Linked DNA regions of Zea mays: region 1 is linked to region 2. Evidence: chromatin contacts called from public Hi-C data. All regions are on one chromosome and are shown on one strand. The core of a region is the stretch at or near the end of the contact, and the rest is flanking DNA. Distances in the headings are between cores, read along the strand shown.

Region 1 (2,897 bases), core at 241-2,740, 210 kb before region 2:
ATTGTTGAACGCAAAAATCGGACTCTTGTTGATATGGCTAGGACGATGCTTGATGAGCATAGGGCTCCTAGGCATTTTTGGGCCAAAGAGATCAACATTATCTGCCATGTGTCGAACCACATTTTTCTTTGAACTTTCTTGAACAAGACTTCATATGAGTTGTGGTTTGGATGGCCACCCAACGTTAGTCATTTCAGGGTGTTTGGCTGCATATGCTTTGTGCTGAAACAGGGCAATTCAGACAAATTTGAGTCTCGGTCTTCTGATGGGGTTTTCCTGGGTTATGTATTACATTCTCGTGCTTATCGTGTTCTTAACCTGGAGACTAACCGCATTATGGAGACTTATGAGGTAACATTCGATGAGATTGCACCTTGTCCATCCCCTGTCTTTGAGCTTGCAGGTCCAGATCGGATGGGACAGACCATCTTTGTGGAGGAGAAGCATGACGACGCCGATTCAGGTGATCCCAAGCCGACTCAACCAGTTGCCCTAGTTGAGCCTGCTTCCACGACTTCGACTAATGGACCCGACCCCACTTCTTCCACCACTTAGGGTCAGCTCGAGCCAGCTCCTGCTGAGACTGGAGGAGTTGAGGCTGTTGTTGAGGGGGAGGCTACCTCTTCGAGGACGACTCCACGGCACATTCAACACGATCACCCTCCTTAATAGATGATTGGTGAGATTGATGAGCGAGTCACTCGCTCTAGGTATCAGCAGATGTCCCACTTTGCTCACTCAGCTTTTGTTGCAACTTTTGAGCCCCAGGATGTTGGACACGCTCTATCCGATCCTCGCTTGGTCAATGCTATGCATGAGAAGCTTGAAAATTTTGAGTGAAATCAGGTTTGGGTTTTGGTACCACCTCCTTCAAACGGCCATCCCATAGGTACAAAATGGGTTTTCAAAAACAAAGAGAGTGAGGATGAGTTGGTAGTGAGAAATAAGGCGAGGTTGGTAGCCCAAGGGTTCTGGCTGAGCTTCTTTCTCCGCTTGCTTGCTCTCTCCCTATATATCTAGCGGTATACTACCTATATCATCTCCAGATGCCCAGGTCTTTGTCGTGTCTTTCTCCGGCAACGAACAAGTATGTCTGCCTCTTCCCTTCCCCTCCTGCTCTACGAAACCTTGGAAGTGGAGGAGACGAGGGATAGAGATCTCTGATTTGCTGCCTATGTTACCCGTGCGTTCATAAAAAATATTATGCGAAGAACGAAGACAATTAATAAAAAATCTGGAGATTTTTTTGTTGGATAATTTACGTGGGTATTGTTGTGATCCGTCGTAACGCACGGGTAACCGACTAATATTTATAACGTGATAGATAACTGATAAAATTAGATATTTGTTTAGATGCAACTTTAATTAGACATTCTTTCCGTTCTTTTTCATTTGCCATGTTTTAGTTTAGAAATAAACTAGCCAACTAGAAATACCGGAGAACGCACACTAAGGCCATTACCACTGGGAGCGTTGGCAGCAGCCTAACAAATCCATTCATCCCGCTGTGTCTGTGTATTGTAGTATCAGCCAAAAAAAAAAGAAGAATACCCCGAACACGACCAGAAGGCCTACTAAACCCTGCCGCCGCCGCCGCCGCGCCATGGCCGACGAGCTCGACGAGCTGATCGGCTTCCTCTCCGACCGCAACCCCCAGGTGCGGGGCGCGGCGGCGGACATCGTGCGCGGGCTGACGGGTGGGGAGGACGGCCTCCGGGCGCTCACGGCGCGCGCCGATAGCGCCCTTCCGGCGTTGCTCCGCCTGCTGGCCTCCGCGGGCGGAAGTGGCTCGGGAGAGGCCGCGGCGGACTCGCTCGTCAACCTCAGCCAGGACGCGGCCCTCGCAGCGCGCCTTGTCGCGCTCGGGGCCGTCGATGCCGCCATGGACGTCGTGGCCAAGCGAGGCGGGGAGCAGCCAGCTCTCGCGCGCAGACTCGTCATGCTGCTCGTTAACCTAACCCACGTTGAGTCCGGCGTCGCCGCGCTCCTCCAGGTCCGTTGAGCCATTCTATTCGAGCAGAGTGCCACTTAGTTTGTGATCATCGGAGGTAAGGAGCGAGAATGTAACACTGAACAAAGAAAGCTGTTGCAAAACATTAAATTAGAAACCTTGCCTGACGTATGCCCACAATAAATCTGGATCATTTGATCCAAACCATTCATTGCCAAAAATAGAACACATCCCAAAAGTCCCAAACCACCAAGAACAAATTATAAGATAGAAAAGCAAGAGTTTGAATAGCTAAACCAGCATGACTCTTAAGATTAAGCTCCTGACTGTAATATCCTCAGTCCACCTGAGGATGTAAAAACAGAAATTGCGACAATATCAACACCATCCTTCGAATGCCAACAGGTGATTCCTTTATTATGCATCCCTGGGAGCTGCAACACAGAGACCATGGTAGAGAAGGCATAACCAGTAATTCAACTGATTATGCATCCCTGGAGCTGCTGCAGTTATAAAAAAACAGATCAAGTGAGCTCATCTGCAACAAATGGCAAGAGCAATCAAGAACTAGGTAGCAAAACCAAATCAGTAACATGAACATGAAGCTTGCACATGATACAGCAATTGAATGCAATGTTGCCACCTGGATCAAATTATATGAGAGAAGATAGCAATCATTCCTTGGTAAAATAAGATGTAATATTTGTCGACAAGGGAGCAAAAAATACCTTACAATAAATCTTTTTTTCGGCCTGCGTTTCAGTTATACATGCACCAAGCCAGTGTTGCAGCTTAGTTCAGATAACCTGGAAAGCCGTAGCTGTTCTCGATCAGTTTCTGAAAAAGAGCATTTAATCAGCTCTCACAGCAAGATTAATGAATTATCATAAATAAATGAATTAATCAATTGTAAGAAAAACTCGGCCGGGGAGGGAAAGACCGTCCT
Region 2 (2,951 bases), core at 176-2,675:
AAGAACCAAACCACCCTCAACTAACTCATGTGCACACATTTGTCCTTTTCTCAAACCACCATAATTCCAACCATCATAAAAACTCCAGATTTCTGTAGAAATACACGCGGAGAGGAGTGATACAGTGAAGGAGGTCGTGTTAAGCAAAGGGAAAAGGAGGTTTATCCCGTCTTGTTTGGATACTCTCGTATTTAAAATGGCTTCATCCTAACCAAATACGATAGTATTCAAATACGAGAGTATCCAAACACAAAGACATGCAGAGATTTCTGGTTTGGTTAGGCTTATCCCGATTTTAGGTCTTGTTTGGATACTCTCGTATTCATCTCAATCCATACGTATTGAGCTGGATTAGGGTATATTTCAATTCACATCAATGCACGTGGATTGAGGTGAATACGATAGGATGAAGCCCAACAAAACGACTTTGTTTAGCTTCACCTCACCTTGATAGGATAAAATAAAAGGTTTTATTGGTAAATCATTTTTAAAACCTATTCTCACAGAGTAGGATGAAGCCCAACAAAATGACTTTGTTTAGCTTCACCTCACCCTGATAGGCCTTAGAAAGAACTCAACAAAACCACTCTATCCTGGCGAGAAAGAAACACACATGGAGAGAAAAAACTCACACGACCACCGAAGCAAGCAAACCGCTTTGACTATCTTCAACAACATTACTGATCTCACCTTCTATTGCAATCCCTACTCTTTCACTGTAAACCAACGTTTTTTACATGACCATGTACACGATCTACTGGCCATAATCTAAAGAGCACATCCACCGATGCATGCAAGAACTAGAGCATGTGGGTCGTCGAGATGTGTAAACCATCAAGGGTGCGCCCATCGACATGCACGGTCCATCGGGGCACATGGTCATAAGAGCAGGTGGCTCACCAGTGTGATTGCAGGCGGTAGACATACATTAAGAGAAGATAAGAGATAATATATCTTGTGCAATTAATCATTATAATCAAACAATGTAATGCATTCAATTAAAATTCAACGGCAACTGCTATTTTATATTTAACCATTTTTATCTGAAACTTAGTAACTACTTTACATTCAATCCTTTTCATCTAAAACAATAATCGCCGTTAAATTTTGATTGGATGCGTTAGATTACTTGACTGCACGGTCACATCAACATAATTGATTGCACAATATATGTTCTCTAGATAAGGATAGAAAAAAGAATATTTTTGCCTTTTCATTTGTTTTTGTCCATTATAAAGAGTTATTTTAAATGTATTCAGCTTGATCGAGAGAGCTCTTCACTCCCCATATCCGCTACCCGTGGAACACCACTTTAACTAGTTATGGAGTGCATCTGGCCGTCCATCATCTAATCTCTGTCTATCCATCCGTCCATTCCCTCCTCGCCTCCTAACGAATCCTACCCATCCCATTCCCACTCCGCCACTCGGCCACTCGACACCACCCTCCGCGCTCCGCATCCGCTCCTCCCTCTGCTGCCGTGCCGGTGCCGCTAGCCATCCCCACTTCTCACCCGCCCCCTCTCCTCTACTGCCGCCAGCCGCAACAAAGATATGGATAGAGCGGCCGCGACAGCCGCAGACATTATCGTCATGATCCCATCGCTCTCGCCTTCGCCTTTGTAGCACTACCTCCTCGTCCATCCGCCCCCCTATTTCGTCCCACTCGGGTTGCTAGATCGGACTGGATCTCTCTGCCCGTTTCTTGGAGCAGAGATGGCCGAAATGACCGTGACTGTCGCGGCCGCCAAAAGCACCCTCCGGACGTGCCCCGGCGCCCGCCGTGCTGCGGTTCTTGGTCGGTGGATGCCTCTTGCACCAGCGGCGCCCGCCAACTTGAAGTGAGGGGATTGGCCAAGATTCAGTTTTTTTTAACCATCCTCTTTTCGCTGCACTAAACACCGAGCCTTTGTTTAGCATTTTTTTCTTTTCTGCCAAAGGTTGCAGTTGACTTGCAGAGAATATACGTTTGTTCGATTGGGACTGTACAATTTAGCTTCATTCTTGAATTTGTTAGTACATGATGCTCTTTGGTTCACATCATGATGGCATGGCTTGTTTCTTTGATTCTATTTGAGGGGAAGAATATACTACACAATGATTGCAGACCGGCTTTTGCTTGGCATCATATATGGATGTTATATTTCACAGTATGAGTGAGGCTTGGAAGCCGCTTCCAAAAAATTCCTTACACTCATCATCCTTCCAAGCTTGTTCGAGTTCTTAATTTCTAGTTAATTGCAGTCAAAATATTTTAGATTGGTCTTAGAACAAAACAGTCTAGCCCTATGTCCTTGAACTCCAACCGTATGATATTTTTATGTTAAGAATCTGACAATATATTATCTTGTTTGTCTCTGACGTCATGGATTTGACAGTTTCTATGGTCTTATGTACTAATTTAAACATTCTATAGTTTGCTGAGTCCATTTGCCGCAGCAAGTCGGTATGAACCAAAAGTTGGGGTTTCATATTTTAGTCTCTGAGTCTATCGTAAATAAAAGCTGAAGTAAGAGTATACTTATCTGTAATATTTCAAAAATAGTGCATGAATTTTTCTTAGGAGGCTCCTAGTTTAGTTGTTTCGTAGTGCAATGATGTTAATACTGACCTATTGTTATTTGTTATTCTGTGTCTTATAGTGTCATGGTATCTCAATATTGAACTCCACTATGTTGCCTTTTTTCAGTTTGGAGTGTTTGTAACTGATCTTTTCCTATCTCCAGATTGTTCTCTCCAGCTGTGAGGGTTCCAAGGGCTACTTCCCCTGCGGCGGTTGAGGTACATAGCATAGGTTACCTAAAACATTGGGTGAACTTCCTTGTTCAACCACGTATACTTTGGTTAGCAGGATGGGAGCAACACTGATATAGTCCCTATCCCGAAAGTTATAATAGACCAAGACTCAGATCCGGATGCAACCATTGTAGAAATAACCTTGGGTGATCGTCT

Evidence for each region. A called contact is a pair of places that touch in the nucleus more often than the background predicts.
Region 1: a contact with region 2 is called in a Hi-C map of leaf, with 4 times the contacts expected there. The contact joins the promoter of LOC100283412 here to the promoter of LOC100276033 in region 2. A contact is called at or near these places in 3 of 25 Hi-C or Micro-C datasets (all in leaf).

The regions. Positions count from the first base shown.
Region 1 is chr5:36,237,606-36,240,502 of Zm-B73-REFERENCE-NAM-5.0, reverse strand. LOC100283412 reads left to right here and starts at 1,490. Exons shown (of 7, transcript NM_001156313.1): 1 at 1,490-1,993. The coding sequence starts at 1,604.
Region 2 is chr5:36,028,960-36,031,910 of Zm-B73-REFERENCE-NAM-5.0, reverse strand. It overlaps LOC100276033, which reads left to right and starts at 1,425. Exons shown (of 10, transcript NM_001149923.1): 1 at 1,425-1,840; 2 at 2,726-2,780; 3 at 2,851-2,951. The coding sequence starts at 1,716.